Linked DNA regions of Mus musculus: regions 2 and 3 are each linked to region 1. The links are chromatin contacts, called in public Hi-C and HiChIP or PLAC-seq maps. All regions are on one chromosome and are shown on one strand. The core of a region is the stretch at or near the end of the contact, and the rest is flanking DNA. Distances in the headings are between cores, read along the strand shown.

Evidence for each region. A called contact is a pair of places that touch in the nucleus more often than the background predicts. HiChIP or PLAC-seq counts read pairs in DNA pulled down with a chosen protein or histone mark.
Region 2: an H3K27ac HiChIP or PLAC-seq map of microglia shows a contact between it and region 1, with 7 times the contacts expected there. The contact joins the promoter of Dhx16 here to the promoter of H2-Q6 in region 1. A contact is called at or near these places in 1 of 484 Hi-C or Micro-C datasets (B cells), 1 of 115 datasets of contacts at active chromatin or transcription factors (microglia) and 1 of 9 other capture datasets (adipose tissue).
Region 3: a Hi-C map of B cells shows a contact between it and region 1, with 5 read pairs. The contact joins the promoter of Ddah2 here to the promoter of H2-Q6 in region 1. A contact is called at or near these places in 1 of 484 Hi-C or Micro-C datasets (B cells) and 1 of 115 datasets of contacts at active chromatin or transcription factors (memory CD8 T cells).

The regions. Positions count from the first base shown.
Region 1 is chr17:35,423,294-35,426,602 of GRCm38.p6, forward strand. H2-Q6 (histocompatibility 2, Q region locus 6) reads left to right here and starts at 1,557. Exons shown (of 7, transcript NM_207648.2): 1 at 1,557-1,647; 2 at 1,815-2,084; 3 at 2,278-2,553. The coding sequence starts at 1,584.
Region 2 is chr17:35,878,053-35,881,361 of GRCm38.p6, forward strand. It overlaps Dhx16 (DEAH (Asp-Glu-Ala-His) box polypeptide 16), which reads left to right and starts at 1,726. Exons shown (of 20, transcript NM_026987.2): 1 at 1,726-2,066; 2 at 3,226-3,309. The coding sequence starts at 1,860.
Region 3 is chr17:35,057,239-35,060,547 of GRCm38.p6, forward strand. It overlaps Ddah2 (dimethylarginine dimethylaminohydrolase 2), which reads left to right and starts at 1,797. Exons shown (of 7, transcript NM_001190449.1): 1 at 1,797-2,034; 2 at 2,865-3,223. The coding sequence starts at 2,927. It overlaps Clic1 (chloride intracellular channel 1), which reads left to right. Exons shown (of 6, transcript NM_033444.2): 6 at 1,092-1,481. The coding sequence ends at 1,253.

The DNA.
Region 1 (3,309 bases), core at 307-2,806:
TGAGGCTGGGGGGGGCAGCTGTGGAGACGTTCATGGGGAGGTGACTGGAGTTCACACCTGTGGTCACACACATTCGTTGCTCTGTGTGATGAGTGACTCACTTTGGGAGTACCCACCCATCTCTGCTCTTCTTTCCACTTCACTTCTGTGGCTGCTATTTGAAAAGATCTACAGAATCATGAAATGGGTAAATTTAATCTTTCCTCCACACTACTGATCAGGGATGAAACCTCACATCACCAGTGTGTGCTCTCTGGCATGAGAATCATCTTTCTTCCAGTGTCCACACTGCACAGGCCTGGGGAACTCTGGGGCCAACTCAATTATCAGAACCCATGTCCCACACAGCTGTGACATTCATGTCCCTCACCTCATCAGCTCATACGTGTGAGTGAAGGTCAGGGAGGGAGGGAGAGGGTCAGAAATTACATAGCTTCTACCATACTATCATATTTATTCTGTGTTATAGTTGGTGACAGTTCCTCTCCTACTGTGATTGAGTCACTAAAGCAACTGCACCTTGGAAGTGCAGAAATAGAGAAGTGCAGTGGAGACAGCGATCAGTGCCCTGCTGTCTGTGGTCTGCACAGGGGTCTCTCTTCAGTGGACAAGGGGATCTCCTGTGCTGAGTCCCAGGTCTACACAGACAAACTCAGAAGGAAGATCTTTGTTTTAAAAAACAAAAACAAAACAAAGATTCCGGGCGTGGTGGCACATGCCTTTAATCCCAGCACTTGGGAGGCAGAGGCAGGTGGATTTCTGAGTTCGAGGCCAGCCTGGAGTACAAAGTGAGTTCCAGGACAGCCAGTGCTATACAGAAAAACCCTATCTCTAAAAAAAAAAAAAAAAAAACCAAAGAAGAAACAAACAAACAAACAAACAAACAAAAACCCTGCAGCCACAGCTCTTCAACTAGGAGGTAACACAAGGAATCTGTGAGAAGACAGATCCTGAGGAGAGAGGCGAAGTCTACACTTAACTGATGAGAGTCCTGCACTCAGGCTTGGAAGTGTGAGCCGCCCATTGCAGGTGAACAGAGCCTGGTCTCTATGGAGTCCATGTGGGGCTTTGCAGACCAGCGCCTCTGCTTTAAGGAGAAGCCTATCTTCACTGCATCCCCAAGTGCTTGTGTCTCCATTGTATTCCCAGAAGTGGCATTTCTTCTAGAAGACTCCAAGGTCTGACTTCTGAAGAGAAGAAGGAAGAGGAAGAGTGGAGGATAGGGCACAGAGAGTATGGCCTGCGGGTCTCTCCTGGTGTCCTGACAGCTTCTGGATCAGAACTCGGAGACACCATGACAAACAGCTCTCTGTCCCCGGCACAGGGTTCAGGCAAAGTCTTAATCTCCAGGCTGTGAGGTCAAGGGTGGGGAAGCCCATGGCTGGGGATTCCCCATCTCCCCAGTTTCACTTCTGCTCCTAACCTGGGTCAGTTCATTCTGCCAGGACACTGATGACCTGTAACAGTTCTCACCCCTATTGGGTGAGGTGATCACCGGGAACCAATCAGCGTCGGCGCGGGAGCGGGTTGTAAAGTCCACGCTGCCCACAGGAGTCAGTCGACCTGAATCCCCGAGAGGAGCAATGGCTCTAACAACGCTGCTCTTGCTGGTGGCGGCCGCCCTGACCCTGATCGAGACCCGCGCGGGTGAGTGCGGGGTCGGGAGGGAAACAGCCCCTGTGCCGCGTCCCCGCGTCGCCCACCGGACCTCCGCCCCTTCTCCACCCGAGCCCCGAGCCCTGCTCCACTCCCGGCCCGCGTACCCGACCGGGGTCCCGGGAGGAGGTCGGGGTCTCACCGCGCGCCGCCCCCAGGCCCACACTCGCTGCGGTATTTCCACACTGCTGTGTCCTGGCCCGGCCTCGTGGAGCCCCGGTTCATTATCGTCGGCTACGTGGACAACAAGCAGTTCGTGCGCTTCGACAGCGACGCGGAAAATCCGAGGATGGAGCCGCGGGCGCGGTGGATGGAGCAGGAGGGGCCGGAGTATTGGGAGCGGGAGACACAGAAAGCCAAGGGCCATGAGGAGAGTTTCCGAGTGAGCCTGAGGACCGCACAGAGATACTACAACCAGAGCAAGGGCGGTGAGTGACCCCGGGTCGGAGGTCACGACCCCTCCACGTCCCGAAACAGAGGCCGGTGAGGTCCCGGGTCCAAAGTCCGAGTTTCAGGAGCAGAACTGACCCAGGACCGGATTCCCTTTCAGTTTGGAGGAGTCCGCGGTGGGGGGTGGGGGGGGGGGTGGGCGGAGGAGGGACTGACCACTGGGTCCCGCAGGCTCTCACACACTCCAGTGGATGTATGGCTGTGACGTGGGGTCCGACGAGCGCCTCCTCCGCGGGTACCTGCAGTTCGCCTATGAAGGCCGCGATTACATCGCCCTGAACGAAGACCTGAAAACCTGGACGGCGGCGGACATGGCTGCACAGATCACCCTACACAAGTGGGAGCAGGCTGGTATTGCAGAGAGAGACCGGGCCTACCTGGAGGGCGCTTGCGTGCAGTCGCTCCGCAGATACCTGCAGCTCCGGAAGGAGACGCTGCTGTGCACAGGTGCAGGGGCCGCGGGCAGCTCCTCCCTCTGCCCTCGGGCTGGGGCTCAGTCCTGGGGAAGAAGAAACCCTCAGCTGGGTGATGCCCCTGTCTCACAGGGGAGAGAGTGACCCTGGGTCTCCTGATCCCTCATCACAGTGACTGCACTGACTCTCCCAGGGCTCAGCCTTCTCCCTGGACAGTGCCCAGGCTGTCTCAGGAGGGAAGGAGAGAATTTCCCTGAGGTAACAACAGCTGCTCCCTTCAGTTGCCCTGTAGCCTCTGTCAGCCATGGCCTCTCCCAGGCCGGGTTCTCAGCCCACACCCACTGTCTGTAGACACTGACTCCTGTCCTGCTGAGTGTGTCAGCCCTTACACCTCATGACCTGAAGTCTCCTTTACCCGATGGGAGACATGGACTATCCTACACTAGGCTGGTTCCCCCAGTTTCTAGAACTTTCCAAAGAATACAGTCTACCAGATCCTTCCCTGTCTGTGGGGTTTGCATCCTTAGACACCCAATTCTATCTATTCCTGCAATGGTGAATAGTTACATGAGCCATTATGGGTTACCCTAAACAAATACTTTTCTTGTGTTTTTCCCCTCTCGTTTTCTTTTTATATACTTTTTTTTAAAGGGTATTATGTTGCTTATAATCGGTTTTTCTTTGGCACTGGAATGATATTGCTCTCTCTCCCCACCACACCCCCACCCCCGCCTATATCATTTGTATCAGTAGCCCTGGCTGTCCTGGAACTCACTCTGTAGACCAGGCT
Region 2 (3,309 bases), core at 476-2,975, 450 kb after region 1:
TGTGATTGCTGGGATTTGAACTCAGGACCTTCGGAAGAATAGTTGGTTGAGCCATCTCTCCAGTTTGCCTCTCATTATTTTTGATTGTACATAAATTACACATTTCAGTCAAGTGTGATAGTACATGTCTATAATCCCCACACTTGGGAAGTAGGAACAACAGGATCAAGAGTCTAAGGTTGCTGGGCGGTGGTGTCGCTCACCTTTAATCCCAGCGCTTGGGAGGCAGAGGCAGAAGGATTTCTGAATTCGAGGCCAGCCTGGTCTACAGAGTGAGTTCCAGGACAGCCAGGGCTATACAGAGAGACCCTGTCTCAAAAAAACAAAACAAAAAACAAACAAACAAAAAGAGTTCAAGGTTGCGGGGGTGGGGGGTGGGGGGTAGGGAGGATACTGGGGTGGGGAGGTGCCCTCTCAGAGGAGAAGGGGAATAGGGGGAGAAACTCTTTCAGGGGGGACCAGGAGGGGGCAGCTTTGAGGATGTAAGTAATTAAGTGCGTAAGTAAATAAATAAATAAATAAGAGTTCAAAGTTATCTTTAGCTATGTAGTACATACAAGGCCAGCTAATTGTACATGAGTCCCGTGTTTTTTTGTTTTTTGTTTTTGTTTTTTAAATGGTGAACTGGAGAGCTGGCTTCTCAATTAAGAACACTTAGGTTTAACTCCCAGCACTCACGTGATGTCTCAAAAACACCCCTAACTACATTTTCAGGAGATCCAATGCCCTCCTCCAGATTCTGAGTGGTATACATACTTGCAAGTAAAATGCCTACACACACACACACACACACACACACACACACACACACACACCCAATAGAGGGGCTGGAGAGATGATTCAGTGGTTAAGAGCACTTGCTGCTCTCAGAAGACTGGTGTTTGGTTCCCAGCACCTATATCAGGCAGGTCCCAACCACCAGTAACTCCAAGTTCAGAGAGACACAATATCTCTGACCTAAAAGGGCACACACACACACACACACACACACACCACACACACACACACACATACTGTGCAGATAAATTCATGCAGGCAAACCCACATGCACATTAAATAAATAAATATTAAAATCTTATGATACCCAAACTCCCACCTAAATGTATTTATTATGTACCTTTAGTTTTTGTTGTTTTAATTTTTAATATTTTAAGTTAGGCCGGGCGTGGTGGTGCACGCCTTTAATCCCAGCACTCGGGAGGCAGAGGCAGGCAGATTTCCGAGTTCGAGGCCAGCCTGGTCTACAAAGTGAGTTCCAAGACAGAGAAACCCTGTCTCGAAAAACCAAAAAAAAAAAATTTATTTTTAAAAAAATTAGGTGTATGTGTGTTTGTGTATGAGCACGTGCACACAAGTGCAGGTGTCAGAAGAGACCAGAGGTGGTAGATCCTCCTGGATCTGGAGATATACGTGGTTGTTGGTGAGGGATGTGGGTGCACCGAATCGAACTCGACTTCGCTGAGCCGTCTCTCCAGCCCTTTGTTATATATCTTGTTTTCCTAACCCTGATTTGTACGTCTTTTATTTATCCCAGCTGTGGGAACTAGTTAGTCATCACTGACAGCTTGTATTGATAGAGAACTGCACCCGCGCACAGATCATTAGGGGGCGACGGAGAGCTTGGACGAGGCTGTGCATGAAAGCCTCTTGCACTTAGCGTCGGGAAAGAGGCTGCGCGATTTGAACCCGCCCAGCCACCGTCGATCCCTGGCCGGAAGAGCGCGACTCTTTCCGGGTTTCGCGGTCTGTGGAATTGGAGTCTCTACGGCAGCCGGAGCGAGGCGGTAGTACCGCAGGCTCTGTCCCCGCCGCAGTCCTGGCCGTTCCGCGGTTGCGCGCCCGGAGCAGGACGCGTCGCCATGGCGACGCCGGCGGGGCTGGAGCGGTGGGTGCAGGAGGAGCTGCACTCGGTGCTGGGGCTGAGCGAGCGGCACGTCGCGCAGTTCCTGATCGGCACCGCACAGCGCTGCGCCTCCGCCGAGGAGTTCGTGCAGCGCCTGCGGGACACCGACACCCTGGACCTCGGGGGGCCGGCGCGGGACTTCGCCCTGAAGCTCTGGAGCAAGGTGTGTGCCGCCGGGGCAGGCCACTCACAGCCGAATTGGCTCGTACGCAGTGTGGCTGTCTATTCTGTGATAGCCTGCAACTTTCAATATAGTACACAGGCTGGCTTAGAACTTGCAGCGAGCCTCCCTGGTAGTGGGGTGACAGAGAGACCTTTCATTCTTGGTTCCGCCCACCATTTAATTTTTTTCCTCTGTTATCTAGATATCATGCTAGGTGTTGGGTGTATACAGGTCTGTGGAGAAGACTCGAGATGGGGCTCTACATACATGTTTAAGCTAGAGCCATTGTTAGTTACAGCACATACCCCAGGCCTAAGGATGTAGCTCAGTTGGTAGAATGTTTGTCTAGCATACAGTAAGCCTTGGATTCAATCCCCAGCCCTGGGAAAGAGTCACTGAGAACAGAGCTAGGAGAATTAGCATTTAGGAAATAGGATCGAGGCTGGGGAGGGATGGCTTAGCAGTTAAGACCCCTTGTGCATCTGGAAGACTTGAGTTCAGTTCTCAGCAACCAGGCCTAGTGGCACACAACCATCTGTAATTCCAGCTCCAAGGAGATCGGAGGGCTTCTGGCCTTTGCCAGGTACCCCATACACATAAATAAATGAAAAATAAATCATGAAAAGAAAATGGGTTTTAGAACATAAACTACTTAAGCTCAGAACCAATACTTTAAAAAAAAAATTCTATCGTGGGGCAAGAAGAGATGGCTCAGGGATTAAGACCACTTGCTGTTCCTCTAGAGGAACCAGGTTCAATTTCTAGAACCCACGTGGCAACTCACAACTGTAACTCCAGTTCTATGAGATTCAGCACCCTCACACACAGCTCACGTTGCAGGCAGAACACCAGTGCACATAAAAATAAAAGTAAGTCATTAAAGTTAGGAAGAAGTTTTAGTTCGTGCATATGCCCGTGTGAGGCTGTGAGCGTACAACCTGTGAGAGCTGGTTCTTTGCCTCCACCACGGGATGGCTTTCAGTAATCATTTGCTCAGTGGATTCCTAGAAGGACGTTCAGAAGCTGCGGAGCCCTGTTGAGCTATGACCGTAGAACAAGACCACGAAGAAGAGAAAGATGGAGACAGGCTTTAGATATAGTAACCGGTTCGTAGGCAAATGAGGGTACTGAGGTCAGGAGCTGTCATATCTACCGGCAGGTGCCACGGAAGGCTGTGGTGGAAAAGCCAGCTCGGGCAGCTGAGCGAGAGGCCCGAGCCCTGCTAGAGAAAAACCGTTCTTAT
Region 3 (3,309 bases), core at 547-3,046, 370 kb before region 1:
CTCTCTCTCTCTCTCTCTCTCTCTCTGTGTGTGTGTGTGTGTGTGTGTGTGTGTGTGTGTGTGTGTTTACTGATAATGGAGCCCAGGACTAACCACAACCCTAGCCTGTGTTTGTCTCTGCCTCTGTATATATTCAGTTTTAATCACACGTGAGTGCAGGTGCCTTTGGAGTGCAGAAGGCGGTGGTAGATCCCCTGGAACTGGAGCTGCCCACTGAGGGCGCTGGAAACCAAACATCTACAGCAGGTGTTCACCACTGAGCCATTTCTTAGCCTGTCTCTCTCTTTATCTGTTTCTTGAGACAGGGTCTTTCTATTTAGTTTTAGTGACCATGGAACTTGCTAGTGAGTTCTAGGACTGCCAGGTTTACACAGAGAAACCCCATCTTGTGATGTGTGTGTGGGGGGGGAGGGGGTAGTGAGGATGGGGATGGAAGGGAAAGAATCGGTGAGAAGTCTCTAGAGGGGCTGGCTCAGGGGTTAAGAGCACTGACTGCTCTTCTTGAGGACCATGTTCAGTTGCCAGCACCCACATGGCACCTAACAGCATCTGTAACTCAGACCAGAGGATCTGATGCACAGTCATACAAATAAACAAACGCCCATCCTCATAAAATAAAAATAAGTCTAGCCAGCATGGTGGTGCACGCCTTTAATCCCAGCCCTTAGGAGGTAGAGATGGGTGCATTCCAGAGTTTGAGACCAGCCTGGTCTACAGAGCAAGTTCCAGGACAGCCAGGGCTACACAGAGAAACCCTGTCTTGAAAAGCCTAAATAAATAACATCTAAAAGTACAATTTTTAAAGACTCTAGGCACAGGGTACATGTCTGTAATACCATTCCAGAGATCATCCAGCCTGCGTGACACAGAGAGACCCTATCTCAAAAGAACGGCAGCAAAAAAGCTTGTAAGAATCGAAGTTCATTGGTCTGGCATCCTGGACAGGGCTCGGTTTTTTGTTTGTTTTGTTTTGTTTTTTGTTTTTGTTTTTTACCTGGCAGACCCTAAAGGAAGAGAAAGTTCAACAGCTTCAAAGCAAAGCAAGCATGCCTTCCCTGGGGCTAACACACTGACCTCTCTCTAACCTTTAGGTGGTGTGCAAAAAGTACAGAGGCTTCACCATCCCAGAGGCATTCCGTGGAGTGCATCGGTACTTGAGCAACGCTTATGCCCGGGAAGAATTTGCCTCCACCTGTCCAGATGATGAAGAGATAGAGCTAGCCTATGAGCAAGTGGCCAGGGCTCTCAAATGAGCACTTTTTAAAGGGTCCTTCACCCACTCTGTGCTCTCCACAGAGGCTTCGGGGGGCTTCCACGTTGCTGCATAATGGACACACTCCGAAATTGCCAGTGGGCAGGAAATCCGGGGCACTTGTGGGGTGGGGCTGTGGGATAAGGCAAAGGATAGTGGACAAGGGTAAGATTTTTATTTTGGGATGGGGTGGGTAGGACAACGCATTTCAGTAATAAAATACAGAATGGAAAAAAATCTAGTGTTGTTTTTACACAAAGACGGCTTAAAGTGTAGTGGGCTCCAAATGAAGAGAAGGGTCAGTGATCTTTTAAGCTCAGTGTAACTGCTGGGAATTTGGGAGGGGAGTGTTTGTACAGGGGCTGCCATGTTTTGTATCTGTCCATAAGAGGGCTGTTTCGTGGTCCACATCGCGATTGTAACCCCACAGCCAGGGCTAGCAGGATCAGGGTGGGCCTGGACACTGCTCTGGGGGCGGTGCCTGAGTTCAGGGAAGGGGGGCACTCAGCCCTGGAGGAATGGGCGCGGCCTAGCAGGGCGGAATGGGCGTGGTCTTAGAAGGTCCCGCCCCGTCCCGCTTAGACAATGCCCCGGAGCCGCCAGACCATCGCGCCCCCGCCCCATCGTCGTACGTGAGCTCGCCTACCCTGGGAACCCCTCAAAAGCCCGAGCTATCCGTCTCTCCAGCTTGAGGACTCAGACTCCCATCTTCATTAACTCTCTCCTCTGGGGGTGGGGCCAAGGCTGAAATCACAAGGCTGCAGGAGTGGAGGTGGCCGCTGGTGAGTCTGAAGAGGGGGCTGTCTCCGAAACGGTATGGGGAGACTGGAGTTTGGGGGTGCTGCATACGTCCCTGCACCGGACGGAGTGTGCGAATAACCTGCACTTGGGCGAAGAGCTGGGCGGGGTAGACTTTAGAAGATGGACAGGGGTACGGAGTTCTGAAGCCTGGAGTGGCTCCACGCCGCGCCCCTCCCCCGTTTCTCCGCCCTCCAGATTTCGTTTAAGACCTCTCCCAGTCCTCCGGGACTAAGTCTGGTTTGTACTGGGTCGCTCGAAGGGCAGCGTGACGACCCGGGGTGGAGAGAGAGGATGCTTAACTCCTTAGATTCTAGTTCCTCGGGTTTGCGCCCGTTTCCCTTTCTCCTTCGAGCATACGGGACTTCACACCCCAGGTCCTGATTCACCACCCAGTTTTCTTTTCCAGTCCTATAACCTCTGCGGGTCCCTGGCAGGACTTTGGGTCCCTCCTGCTGCGAGCAGCTGAGGGTTAAGGGGGCGGGGCCGCCGCATTTTTGGGGAGTGAGCGCATCCTAGCGGCTGCCAGGAGGGGCGCGGGGCAGGGACCTAGCGGAGCCCCGAGCAGGGGCAACAGGTGTTTGGGAGATTAAGGATCCAAGTCTTGTTCCCTTGGGCGCCTCTTAAAGCAGATCCCCGGTGAAAGGAGGCTGAGCGGGGTCCACAGAGCCAGAAGGTTTGGAGGGGGTGGGGCAGAGTGGGAGGGGCGCCTGGAGATGGCAGGAGGAAGACCTAGGAGCTTTTAACACTCACCCCTTCTCTTCTTTGCATGTCTTTCTCTTCTACCCCCACCCCTTTCTGTTTCTTCTCTTAGACCAGTGAAGTCAAGAGAAAAAACAAAACAGCTTGGCTGGAAGGGGCTTCGGTGTGGATGTGATGGGGACGCCGGGGGAGGGGCTGGGTCGTTGTTCCCATGCCCTGATCCGGGGTGTCCCCGAGAGCTTGGCATCCGGGGAAGGTGCTGGCGCTGGTCTTCCGGCTCTGGACCTGGCTAAAGCTCAAAGGGAGCATGGAGTACTAGGAGGTAAACTGAGGCAACGACTAGGGCTGCAGCTGCTTGAACTGCCTCCTGAGGAGTCACTGCCGCTGGGACCACTGCTTGGTGACACGGCTGTGATCCAAGGAGACACGGCCCTAATCACAAGGCCCTGGAGCCCAGCACGTAGGCCTGAGGTGAGGACCCGGGTGCGGGTGTGTTGGAGAACAGGATTGCGCGGGGTGGGGTGGAAGAAGGTCGAGGGGAGGAGGCTGGATGTCTG